Regions from separate parts of the Zea mays genome. Here region 1 is linked to region 2. Evidence: chromatin contacts called from public Hi-C data. All regions are on one chromosome and are shown on one strand. The core of a region is the stretch at or near the end of the contact, and the rest is flanking DNA. Distances in the headings are between cores, read along the strand shown.

Evidence for each region. A called contact is a pair of places that touch in the nucleus more often than the background predicts.
Region 1: a Hi-C map of bundle sheath shows a contact between it and region 2, with 5 times the contacts expected there. The contact joins the promoter of LOC103649832 here to the enhancer-like site in region 2. A contact is called at or near these places in 8 of 25 Hi-C or Micro-C datasets (bundle sheath, ear, endosperm and 3 more).

Annotation. Positions count from the first base shown.
Region 1 is chr3:22,056,889-22,064,151 of Zm-B73-REFERENCE-NAM-5.0, reverse strand. It overlaps LOC103649832 (zinc finger protein GIS3), which reads left to right and starts at 2,612. Exons shown (of 1, transcript XM_008675533.4): 1 at 2,612-3,896. The coding sequence starts at 2,745. The coding sequence ends at 3,548.
Region 2 is chr3:21,978,814-21,985,772 of Zm-B73-REFERENCE-NAM-5.0, reverse strand. LOC103649831 (a long non-coding RNA gene) reads left to right here and starts at 4,978. Exons shown (of 4, transcript XR_563735.4): 1 at 4,978-5,166. Within about 2 kb of position 1,727, at least 4 of the 20 cell types and tissues checked have an H3K27ac peak or open chromatin away from gene starts, as enhancers often do. A contact at or near this core is called in bundle sheath, where this site is marked.

The sequences.
Region 1 (7,263 bases), core at 1,363-3,862, 77 kb before region 2:
AGTAGAGGGATGTTAAACTAGGGCTAAACTAGAGCTACTCCTAACGCATAAGGTAAAAACGATAAGTAGAGTTGATTGTATCGATTGTGGGGGTTCAATCGGCCGTAGCCCTTCATCTATATAAAAGGGGAGGTCTGGACCCGTTACAAGTCGGTTCCCGAATTAATCCCGCAGGTTTAGCTAACAAATCCCACAAAAATCCGGAACCCTAACTGATTCTGCGCACACGCGGACGGTCCGCGCTACTACGGCGGACAGTCCGAACCGTGGGCCGTCCGCCCGATCATTTCCTGTGTTCAACACCTTCATATATATAGGGGATGTATATACACGTTCCTAGACGATAGCCAATAAATCTCACATGATTAGATGGATAACCACACACAAAATAAGAATAATTGTCGGAGTCAATTCAATAGTGTGAGCACGGACTCTTTTGGTGTTCAACAACTATAAATATGCTTTTTAGTTTTTTAACTAAATATTTCTTGTGAATTATATATTCCTCTGTGTGGAATTAGTTAGTTTGTTAGGGCAAACCTCTTAATTGATAAATTGTTTATTAGTTCCATATCAGGCCATTATTTTGTTCTTTTGCACAAGATCGAAAAGACTAAATCTCTTTACATTCAATTTTGATTAGAAATAGATTTAATCACCTCTAGCCCTCTTCAATCCCTTGTCAACCGAGAGATCTCGTCAACCGAACAAGATCAATGCACGGGAATTTTGAGGTCTGTTTGGTATACTCTAGGAAGTACATAGTATACGGATTTTGTGTATTATACTACCTCCATTCTCAAATATTTGTCGTCTGCTAGTTTATTTTTAAACTAAAACGAAATAAATAAATAAAAAATGGAGAGAATACTTATTTTGCTGTAAAAGTAGTAGTCTTAACTAGGCGCGTGTGTGGAAAAGGAATTCTTATCCCAAGTCTTTACCGACGGATGATATCTCCAAAGATATTGTGGCATGATTGGAATCATTAACCGAGCACTAGGCCGCTATTATGGATTGACCATACAGAGGTCTTTCCACTGACAATGTAGTATGCATACGGTTTATATTCCTTCGGTCTAGTTATACTAGCTGTACGCTAACTTAATTTAGCCGTACATGGATGCGAATGTGAATACATACATACATGATGCATACAATTAAATTGCTGGTCCATTCTGTTATTTATTTTTTCTTTTAAAAAAATGTCATGCTGTTGTACTAGGGTCCTTTTCTTGCATTGGTGAAGTACGTACACAAGAGTTTTGCATTGCAAGAACACAATTATGGTTCCAGTGATGGGAAGGGGATCGATTCCTTGCCGAGGTCATGCATGTCGATCCATCATCATGCATGCATATGATAGGACGACAGCCCCCGGCCACACACAATGGAACAAAATGGGCACATGTGTACATGCGTATACATTCCAGCCCACACTTTCATAAGGACAAATACAGAACCAATTTTGTATATATATGTTACTAAATAAATAAATAAATAAATAAATAAATAATTTTAAGTGACATGGACTGCTGGGTCTCGCACATGAGCTTTTGCAACTTTACACTGTACTAGTAGAAAATAATTACAACTAATTAAGCTACTTCTAATCAAGAACAAGCTAAGTGGGGCGGCACTCAGCCCCTGCACATGCCTGCATGTGGTCCCCGTCGTCTCTTTCTACGTACATGCGGCATGACAGTGCCAATATAAATAATCGACGATGCGACTAGAATACACAGACACATACGCATAACACCAAAGGAGAGCCTGCAATTAATATTGTAATGCCTTGCCTCATCTCTACACAACACCACGATATGCTGTCAGGACAAAAGAAAAAAAAAACTAACGCATTAGCACGTACGTGCCTACGCATAAACAAGGCGCATATGCATATCCTGCCGAGTAAACTAATGCGTCCCTGGTACGTATTAGTTGGCCACTTAAGGGCTTGTTCGGTTATTCCCAATACACATGAATTGGATGGGATTGGAAAAAATTGAGAAGAAGTTTGACTTGTTTGGGATTAAAACCCATCCAATCCCACTCAATCCACATGGATTGAGAGCTAACCGAACAAGCCCTAATCAGTCTACCTAGCCCCCTCACCAATAATCTAGCTGGGTGTTTTCTTAGATGCGCGTGTCGATCGTCAGAAACCAACCGAGGCGCGGCCAGAGGTTTAGAATACTCCGTAGCATGCATGGAGCCCGGACAAGCGCAATCTAGACCTCGACGCTGTCTTTTCTGAATTGCTTCTCCTGTTCACGGTGACAGCTACTCTCTCTCCCCCCTCTTTTTGCAGTTGCAGTTGCACCACCGATCGATCGTCCTTCTCCCTCTAAAGTTCAGGGGGGCAATTAAAGAATGCGAGCAAGAAAGCAGGTGCTAGCACTACTAGAGAGGAGAGGAAAACATAGCCACCGCAATGGTTATTATAATATATATCTGGAGCTAGCCCTGTTCAAGTGTTCATATACAATGGCGAATTATTCAAGATAAATGCCTAAGTACAATTTCTTTAAACTATAAACAGATTATTCAGTTACACTGATATGTATATATCCACTCCAGCAATTAAGCTCCAGGCTTCAGTTCTGGTCTTATATATACCGCCCCTTCCCAGCACCCTGGCTCTAACCCATGCACCTCCAGCTTTCACAGCCACTACCACTGCTTAATACCTCTCTCCCGCTGCAGCTGCAAGTACTCCCAGCAGGGAGTAGTACAAAGCAGTTATGAACATGGCTAGCCCCAGGCTAAAGCTCTTCGGCTTCCACGTCTCCAAGGAGGAGCACGAGCTGTGTCCGGAGACGACGACGGAGGCGGAAACAACCGAGCCAGAGGAGGCGCCGGCGTGCGGTAACAACGGCGGAGGGTCCGACTCGTCGTCCTCGTCCACCACCACCACCACCACGGCCACGGCGGCCGGCGGCGACGGGCGGAGGTACGAATGCCAGTACTGCTGCCGCGAGTTCGCCAACTCGCAGGCGCTGGGCGGCCACCAGAACGCGCACAAGAAGGAGCGGCAGCAGCTCAAGCGCGCGCAGCTGCAGGCCGCGGCCGCGGCCGCTGGCCGGGTCGCCGGCGGGGCCGCCGCCGCGCTCTACCCTCGGGCCAACCCGATGGTGTCCGCCTTCGTGCCACCGCCGCACCTCCTCGGCGGCGGCGGAGACGCATCGCCCACGAGCTGGGTCTACTTCTCCCCGCGCGCCGCAGCCGTGGCCGGGGGCCCGCAGGGCCAGCAGTTCCACGTCTCCCACAACTGCGTGTTCCCGTCGCGCGCCACCCCGGCCGCCGCCGTGACGGCGGCCTCGCCGGCAGTCTTCTCCTACACCCCGGCGCCCTCCGCCGCCTCGGCGCCGTACGTCACCGACGACCACCACAGCGGGCGGAGGGTCGTCCACGTCAGCCCGGCGGCCGCCCTGGGGAGATACCCCGGCATGGCAGCTGGCCCTGGGATGGCGGAGCCGGTGGTCACCGGGCCCGAGGACGCCCTGGGGCTGGACCTGCAGCTCAGCCTTGCGCCCGCCGGCTTGTGACTTGGCTGGTCCCGTCGTCGATGGAGATCGCGCGCGCGAGCTGTGCCCTGCCACGCACCGTCGCCTTGGTAAAAGAGAATTGATCACCTACTAGCTTGCTACTACTAAAAAGTTTGTACTAAGATCGATCTTTGCTGGCTAGATAATTAGCACTAGTAATTATGTTTAGTTGCTGGAAATGGGATTTGGAGAGCTGCATGCATGTAAGCCACCTGTAAGATTCCGGTTCTAGCTAATTGATGTGCATGATGATCGCAAGGATGGCTATGCTGGACGAGGACGACAGACCCTGTAAATTTTTGGTTGATCCGTCCATCCATCAATCAATCTCTGCCATTTTCTTCAGTACGTACTATGCCACCTATTTTTCCCCTTTGGTTGCTGTGATAACCCATCAACTGCTACATACTAATAAGTAATAATATTATATATTATATAGTACGTAAAATCAGTGATGAATGAGGTCGTGTTTGATTTGGTTTGCTGATCTAGGATGTGATAGGAACGAGAGAGAGTTTTGTATGTAGGTTGAACATGCATAAACAACCTCTCTCCAGCTTGCCTTTAGTGCTCCATGAGTCATTTTCCTCTTGCCTTTGTGATGCCACCGTATCTGACACTTTATCTTTTTCCTTCAACTAGTTAAATAAGCGCTAAGCATATTTAATCCTCCGAATTCAACATGCATCAACGCATGCTACCAAAAAGGATATCACGCCCCCTCCCAACCGTTCTTCTTTTGCAAATTAACTACTGCAAAGCTGCTTTTCTACTGATGGCTACCCCTGGCCCTTGGGTTAAGCTGGTGATGATATAGTACACGCACGCACACGCAGCTGATGACCTCGTGTGCTGCTGCCTCCTCACGTCGTGCGTGAGTCAGCCTCCCCTCCCTGTTGTTGAATAATTAGGCAGTTTTCTAGATTATATTTCGGATATAAATCATGATTAATAGTAAAGAAACTAGCATATTGTTTTCTAAGAGTACTACCGGAATCCGGACCTTTACCGAGTGTCAGGCGCTTTGCCGAGTGCTTTTTGTCGGCATTCGGCAAAGACGCTTTTGCTGAGCGCCGCACTCGGCAAAGTCCTGCTCTCGGTAACGAGCTCGTTTACCGAGCGCAGGACACTCGGCATAGAAACACACTCGGCAAAGACATATTAAATAAGCTCAAGTACAAGATCATATTAAATGGTGCGTGCCTTTTAGACATATTGAATGATGGCGTGAAGCATCAAGGAAGACTGCGGCGACGGTTCGTTGTTAGGAAGAACGTGAGTTGTCGTGAGGAGCCGCTTCCCAAAAATCTTACGCACTCTTCCGGTACAGGATCTCGAAGGCGGCAGGTTACGGAGACCTGCTCTCTCAATCGCATATGCACATCGGCACCTGGGATGAAGAGGACTACATCGACGACGTACTAGTAAGCAGAGGCAAAAACCTAACTCGTGTTGGGATGGTTCGGGTGATGGCTTTCAGGCACATCATATAGGTTTGGGTCCACATACCCAAAAGGACTCGCATTCTGATTTGATCGTGATTCGATAAGGGCTCCAATTCTTATCTGATCGCAATCGGATGAGGGCTCTTATCTTAACAGTCAAATAACCAAAAAACTGCAAAAGGAAGTCGTGCTGCCACAAGGCGAGGGGCCGAATTTTGGCGGACCATTCATGCGCACGTCACGTGCTCGCGCCCTGGCCCAGCCTAGCCAAGCGAGGCTTGGGGAGCGAGCGCACACGTGTGGCACTCCATCCTCTCCCCCCCTCAACCATGACTTGGTGGAGAGTGAATCCTTCACATATCAACTAGTCTCACTCCAATAGACTAGCAATGTGGGACTATTGGTCCCACCATTCCCTTGCCATACATGAGCTTTTGTGATTTTCCTAGGATTTAATTGAATTTCTCAATTAGGCTTGACCCATCCAACAATCCCCCACCAGAATGATCATATATAGTTTTGTCAGTGTTCATTACTGTTTAATATACTAGTGTTTCAACAGAGACTGTTTAGTTGAACTTTTGCTTAAAACTTCAAGCTACACCAACTCACAACTTGACAATGGACTATGTCTTGAATTGCAAGTTTTGTGTGAAAAGGTTTCACTGAAACCCATAACCAGTACCTAGCTACCAACAGTCCCCTCCGCGGGTGGAGAATATATGTCGTACTCCAAGGTCTCTTCATGAGTTTACTAGAGATCACCCAGATCTCATAGACTGCAACGTTAGACACTCAAACTCCAATAGGTGTGTTTTTTCAAGAATGTTCTGCAAGACAACATCTTTGCTAATAAAAGATAACAGAAACACAATAAAGCACAGAAATACCTTGGATAGTACCACAATCTCTTCTACGCACAATAATATGTTGAACTACTTCAACAAGTCTACGTGTAAGATAGCCAGCATCCGCTGTTCGTACAGCAGTATCTACAACCCCTTTTCGGGCTCCGTAGCAGGAAATTATATATTCTGTCAAAGAAAGTCCCTCGAGTAAATTGCTTTGAATAGGTAAATCAATCATTTGTCCTTGAGGATCCGCCATTAACCCTCTCATACCTACTAATTGGTGTACCTGAGATGCATTTCCTCTGGCTCCTGAAAAAGACATTAGATAGACTGAATTAGAAGGATCCGTTATTCGAAAATTCGAATTCATTTCTTATTTCAAATATTCACTTGTAGCATACCATATCTCAACGGATTGGCGTAATTTTTCTACCGCGTGTATAGCTCCATAATAATAGTGTTTCTCCAAAAGAAAAGTCTGTTGTTCCGCGTCTTGGACTAAGCATCCTTTAGAGGGTATTGTTAAAAGATCCTCGATTCCTAAAGAAATCGATGTAGTAGTGGCTTGATGGAAGCCCAGAGTCTTTATTTGATCTAGTATATGGGATGTATATCCCATTCCAAAATGATCTATTAATATGCTAATAAGCCGTTTCATAGCAGTTCCGTCTATCTCTTTATTATGAAAGACCAGGTTGGCCCGTTCTGCCATACATAAGTACCCCCTTTTTTGGCTGGTAGGATTCGACAATTGCTGAGTAGGATTCGACAATGGGCCTGAGTCAGTGATTCGAAAACTTAATTTACTCCCTTTCCTCAATCTCAATCTGGATTTGCGCGGCAAAAAAGATGGTACTAGAGAAATCGGAATGCCCCCCGAAAGGGGCATCGCCGAATCTAACTTCCTTGTTAGATAGTGTATGAATAGGCCCGACTAAATCCTTGTATGGCTTCCTCTATTTCTCTATAAAAAGAAATATGACCAAGAGTGGTTCGAATGTATATAGAACAGATTTCTTTTTTTCTATTTCCCACTACTAGATAGTGGGCATAAATCTCATGATAAGTCCCAAAAGATTCATATTGAACTTCAATCGAAACTTCTCTTGACCCAACGATGTGTTGATCTAGTTTCCATCGGAGCCACAAGGGACTGTTTAAACCGATTCGTTTTTGTCTGTAAGCTCCCAGTGCATCATAGGAACTAGAAAAATGGGGTTCTTTATCTTTCGTATACTTATAATAATTGTTATTATTGTAGTTTACTTTTTTATTTGGAGAGTTTCCGCAACTATTATATCTATTTGCACAAATACCTAGACGGTTTCCAATCGTTAATACATAAAGTCCGATAAGCACGTCTTGGGTTGGCACGCAAATAGGATCTCCAATAGCGGGAGACAGGAGATTCATATGAGA
Region 2 (6,959 bases), core at 478-2,977:
ATCCCGCCTGTCTATAATAATATGCATGTCGCGTCGACGGGCTGTCGTAGGCTAGCTTATCATACTCGCATCGCATTCACATCATATATATCCAAGTGGATTAGGCTAGGTTGGCTACGAACTGGGGTTAACCCTAGTCGAAGCTAATAAAATTATGTTATGCCCCTACTATACATGGATCATTATGGAGTCACCCCATTTGGCAAAGCATCGGCCATATATATATATATAAAGTAATCCATGATTGTACGGGAGGCATGTAGAACGGATTTGATAGGATGTCTCCAGACGAGCAACTAGAGCTATATTAGTTTAGTTTAATGGCGAGCGCAAAAGATTAACCTAATCGTCAATGTCATGTGGATGGATGCATGTACGCAGCACCAGCTCAGTTGATCTAGTCGACAAGCCTATAGCTAACAAAACTGCAGATGCACGTCGTCTGACCTTTCCATCTCCATGTTTTTTTCCCCTGCTCAATTCCTGTTGAACTCATCGTTAAGTAGTCCAGTACAGTATATATGATTCAACTCATCAGGCTATATATTATTCACAGTTTAACTGTGATTTCATCATCTTTTCTCGAAGACTATCAGTTGGGCCTTTGATTGCATGAGACGAGGTTCTTAAAAATCTAGGCTTGCATCATCTTCGGATCATGTGTTGTTGCTTGTATGATTAGTTTTTTTTTTGAAGCTTGTAGGATTAGTTAACTACTGGTGGCTTAAGTACACGTAGGCATGAGTCTTTTAATAAAGGCAATGTATCCTGTGTAAAAGGTTCTCCTGTGTAAACATGCTAAAACGCCTTAACAACCTTTAGATCCAGAATCAAAGCCTAATTTTAATCTCACCTAACCGCCACCGCACCAGATTACCAGGAGGGGGTTCTTTAGAAAAAACACAAGATTATTAGGTGGGATTAAGATTAGCCTTTGATTCTGGATCCAAAGGTTGTTAAGACGTTTTAGCATGTTTACACAGGAGAACCTTTTACATAGGATATGTTGCCTTCAATAAAAGGACAAGTAGGTGACGCATGGCGAGACCTGTCTAGCGTAGAGTTTTCTTTTTTTTTTTGTGGCATGTGGGAAGCTTAGACCGGCCGAGCGCAGCGTGGGTTAATTAACTTGATTATTAGAGCCGGCCAATTTCAGTTGGCTTTGTTTGGTGACTAGAAATAGAGATAAGGGCCAGCTAGGGCCGGTCAGTACTAAAGTATTTTGTTGATTGGCACAAGATTGGGGATGGAGAAATTTCTAGCAAAGAGACGCATGCAAGAGATAGCTGAAAGGGACGACCAAACACTTCGTTAACCTTTTTTTTAAAAAACCAGAAACTAGCCACGCCTTCTAGAGTGTGTGGGGTTGACACCCCTTCGTATGGTTCGATTAGCCAGCACATTCTTGTGCTGCTGATGTGATATGAAAGGTGATGTAAAGCTACGGTTTTTGATAAATAATCTTGCGTCGGTAGGTTTCTCTATGATCGACCGTGGTGTCAACTTGGACTTGTCCCTAGCTGGCTTTTCTGTCTGTCTTCGTTTTGGTATGCATGCACGCGGTTGAATGTTGCACCGAATATTTCATGCGAGATTATTATAAAGATCATGAGATTTTTTTTTTTGCAATGTTTGGAAATTAACGAGGATCCTCCATTTGTCTTGATCGGATGGTTAAGAATTAGAAGGAACCGCCGATCCCCGTCCCCCTGCCGGCGCTTCCCTTCCCTCTTCTTCCACAAGACCACAACCAGTCAACCACGCAACCGCAGGCGGCTGAGCTTGCTCTCCATCTGAACCGCGACAGCGCGTCGGCCTCGTAAGCACCAGGCGTTGTTCCCCTCAATTTCTCTTGCATAATCCTGCTAGCCGCAACAGCTGGGTTTCATTCCTCCTATGCTTCTTCGCCTTTCCTTTGCTGCTTGCTTGTGCTGGTGTTGGACAGCAGAAAAACGAGTGATTGAGTTCAACTTAGCACTCTGTTAAAGAATCTGCAATCTGTTTTAGCTCATAGCTCGCTCCAAGAAAAACTACAGCTGCCTGCCTGGGAAGCTGGGAATCCCAGCCTGGGATGATCAAGGACAAGTTGTTGACTTGTTTCCCACCCTCGACACCGTGAATGAGAACGGTTGACACCTTGAATACGAAGCTAAATGTTGTGGTTCAGAAACTGAAAGCCTGACTGAAAAAGGTGACCAAGAAGTGATGTATGATGCTGTCGAAATGTATGGTGAGCTGAATGTATCTGAGAGACTGAGAATGAGTGACTTTCTTCCACACACAAAAGACTGAAATGAACTTTGTGCACAATTTTTTCAAAAAAAGAAAAAAGTAAAAGAAACCTGCGAATCCTTGACCTCTTGTACTACAACCAACAGATGGTACTGATGATTGATTACTGTGTGTTTTATCAGGAAAATACCCCTGCTGCGCGCGGTGACCCCTGAGCGGCCACATTGGATGGGCGCTGGTGACCCTTGGGCAGCCAACCCCTGCAGCTTGTGGAGTGGCAGGGAAGTAGGGAACTCCTGTGGCATGGCATGGAAAGCACCAGCAGCTGCTCCTGCTCGCGTTTAGCGGCGAGCCCCTACAACTACAACTACAACAGGGCGTGGGGAATCTCCTACAGGAGGGAGGCTTAAGCGTCCGTATCTCCTTACCTACAACTACAACAAAGGAAAAGTTCAATGGGGTTAATGACCTGAGCCCATACAAAGTATCCTTAACTGCAAATAATTAATTCTTTCTATGATTTGGGAGGAACCTGTAGCTAGACTGTAGTTCAGTAACAAATCTCTAATTAATGACCATTAATAATTCACCCACTGTACGTAACTCCTCTAACAAATAAAATCTATATGTGATACTATGTCAATCCTAAGATATATATATATATATATATATATATATATATATATATATATATATATATATATATATATATATATATATATATATATTAATTGTGTAGTTATAAGTATTTGGTCCCTGTAACAATAAATGTTAATTTCCCGTTGCTTCAGGTTTATATATGTTGTAACTCTTTCTCTCTCTCTCTTGTTGATCGAACTGGCGATGCGTGTGTCAGTGTAGTGTGATTAAAATAGGACGCTCTGACGTTTATATATACTTTCCTATAAATGCACACACAGATGAACCATACGGTACTGATTTATATTCTTGTTATATGGGTCACTTGTATCATGCTGGTCAGTTGTCATATACTAACTCCAATTTGGTACTAAACATTCCTTTGGGAACCAGGACACTCAACACATCGACGAGTACAGTTCTCTTTTTGATTTGTTGTCTAGTTTTGTCGCTGCATGAATCATGATCGATCTCTTTCTTTGACAAAAAAATGGTACGAAATGCTAAGGTAGTGCGTTCCCTTCTCGTCTACTACAGGCGGTACAAATCATATATATAGTACTATGTATTGTCCTATTAATAATACTCCATTCGTTTATACATAACAAATTAAGCTGCTAACTAGTTCAAAATCACCATCCAGAATGGAAAGAATATTTGGTCGCGCGCGGCTACATAAGACACATACAGTATTGTTCACCTATTTTTGAAAGGTGTGCTTTCTTTAATTTTGAAAGAAGGCGACGTAACAAAATGAATGACTAGCACGCAAACAGCATTTGTCCACAAAAAGGTTTTCTTAAACCACACTTGTTAAGTAGGAGGATACCCAACCACACTAGTAGAAGCAATATAATGAAGTCATGAAGCATGATATTTCCCAACAAACTATAGCTACTAGCTCAGTTGATGCCCCTTACGACCACACATGGCATCTAGAAAGTTTTTTTTCTAGCTTACACTCCCTAGGAGAGAGTAGTAAAGGCTAATAAAGAGCTAAACGCTAGCTAAAACCTTTGGCTGGCCTGAGGAGGCCCATGTGAGTCACCATATCCGCCAAGATGTCCCAACTGCAAACAAGATCTTAAAAGGGGAGATTTGAAAACGCTTTTGCTATGATCCCATTTGATCGATGTAGTTTTATGTCGAGAAAACCTTATCCCCCGAATGGAACGTGATTAGGCTGTGGGCCACAGGCTAGCTGCCCCTTGTTTTTGTTTTGTAATGTTCCTCAACTTGACTGTGCGCCGAAAGATGTCAGCTTGTGTGTTTTTGGAGAACCTCCAATATGCTATATAAGAACATATACATTTATTTTTATTTTTTTTTGTGTGTGTGGTCCGGCCAAGAGAATAATATGCCATTTTTGGGCATATGCATGCGATGCGAGTTGGCATGCATCCTCTTAGTGGAACCAGGACACGATCGATAATAACACACATCAGTGCAAATTAGTGCTTTGCAAAACTTGGAACCTTGTTTATGCTTGTCCACACAAGGAGTGCGCAGCTTGAAAGCTCATTTAGCGTTGCCCTTTTTTTTGTCAAACTAAAACGGTTGGAACTATACACAACATAGGAAAAATCCACTGCGTGCTCATGTCTCATCAAGCCCCCAATAAACCTTCAGTGTTTTCCCCCGACCCAAAAGAACATATATTGCTGCATGCACAAGCACAGATTTGATTAAAAGAAGCAAACAGCTTTGCTTCTTGTTCAGGAGTTCATCAATCCATCCCTTTCTTTTAGGGGGGTGGGCGGGGGACCCTAGTCTAGAAGTGAAGCAATGGAGGAGTCAATGTCTCCTTTGGCATCATCGACAAGCCTAGCTACTAGGGCATCATGTTGGAATGCTGCTCCTGGGCGGGGGCTGGGGGTGGGTCTCCCTGTGGCACGAACCAGCCAGTCACGGATCAACAGGTAGAGCCAAGGTCCTAGGAGTGAGTGAGTGAGTGAGTGCTATGATTACAAAGAAGATGCCATGCTCAAGCTGACAAATTAGCATTGGGTTTGGGGGTGAGGAGGGGGGGATAAAAAGCGCACTCTGATGGACTGCTGATCATTTGGTCTGATGAAAGCCTGCCCGCTTTATTGGTTTCTGTACTTCGCCTTTTCACTTGGCCTGGCTGGTCTGGCCAGCCAGTTTTTTTTTCTGGTATTTAAAGTAAGTACTGCTCTAGTCTTTGCCACAGCCCACAGCTTGCTGGCCTCTGCCTGCTGCTGTTCTTCGTTGCCACATGGCTTCGTCGTTCAAGCACTGATGACTTGATCAGCTCTGATTGGATGGGAGATCAGAGTGAGCCACTTCCTCTTTTTTCTGCTCCTCTTTGGCATATATAGTAGTAGTAGTAGGGTGGATTATATATGTTGGTGCTGTGTGAACTGTGGTGGCCAGTGAAGTGTGAATTGTTTTTTTTTTCCTTTTCCGCCCATAAGTTCAGTTACAGAAGCACTTTCACAGTGGCCTCCACCTAATCAGCACATTCAGAAATGTACAACTAACTGGTGGATTGCTTTTTAATCTGATCCAAGATTACAGCTCAGTCCCCAAAACTTGTTTTAAAAAAAATATATATCTAGACACGGATGATGAATAGGCACGGCGTTCTATATCTGATAGTAGAGATAGTCAGGCCAAAATCCTTTTAAGTGTACCACATGCTAGGCGCATTAGCTCTGAGGATAGATTAGAGGGGTCCAGACCAGCTTAGCTTCTTAAGCATCGTTGGTATCTCATAATTGAGCTTGCTAGTAATATTTTTTTACTATAGTGTGAGCCAGAACGATACCGTACATACGCTCTACTTATTAGCTATTATGCTAAGAAATGGACGCTAGTTGCGTAGGTTTGTTAGTGATGAAATGAACTATCTCTAGCTAGCCAGCCAGCTGGCATCTACATTCTAAAGTGGCTGTCGGAGCTACGTGTCCGTTCATGCAGGTTGAGTTACCTTCAAGATAGAGGAATGGCGGTGACGTGAGAAAGTGGAATCAAACGCTGAGATTTTTTTTTAATCAGCTGAGAAATGTTTCTTGCTCCAACACAACACGAATATGTAACCGAGATGAAAAAGAAAATGGATATTTTTTTCCAAAGACAAAGAAAATGACCAGAAACAAAATATATGTTTCTTTTCTACTTCAGCTTCTGCTTAAGCTTTCGCCCTGTCGTCGTTCGGTTTCCAGTGACTACTGACTACACAGGCGCAGACATGCTGGAAGACGGCAGAGCTTTGTCAGAAAAATGGAAGGTTACATTCGTTCCCACTAGGTTGTTGCTTGTTGGGCCATCATTTGATGTCCGTGCAATTGGTCCGGCCCACCGCAGCATAGTTGACACTTCGTCCGGCCCACGAAAGAACCTCGGTTCATTCACGGTTCTGCCGACAAAGTTTAAGTACGTGAACTAGTATCGGAGATTGATTTTCCTCTAGAACCGGATGTATTAGGGCTAGTTCAAATTGAATAGCGAGGAGATTCTTCCCCATGAATTCCCTCCATTTTTCTACCCACCAAACTAGCTCTAAGTATAAAAAAAAAGACAAAGATATATGTCATGTTGGATAGATAGGTGTAAATATGATTTTAGAGTCAAAATAACCATTTTCCGAATATCCGTTTGTGCATAATTTTAACAATTTTTACTCTGTATCCTAGATTGAAGAGGTTCTGAAAAGTGGATAGGTCTTTTTTACTTAATAAAAATCCAATGAGCACTTGATAAAATTTTAAAACCATGAAGATGTCTCTAACCTAGTAACCTTAAAATTCTGAACAAAATTAAATTACTAGTGCTTTTGAAAAATATCTCTAGAAGGTTCACAAAATTAAATCTACCTATAAGAAAAATGGGAAAATATATTAAAAACTGGAAACTCCCACATCATTATATTCGATGTCTAAATGTGTTTTAAAAAACATTTAGGGCTAGTTTAGTAACTATATTTTATCAAAAGATTATCATTTTCCGAAAATTAATTAATTTATATTAAAAAATAAAAATCTTTTGAAAAAATAGATTTGCTAAACTAGCCTTTATGATAATATATGTGGAGGGAACAAAAACCGAATGGGCCTCGTTGTCCTCAG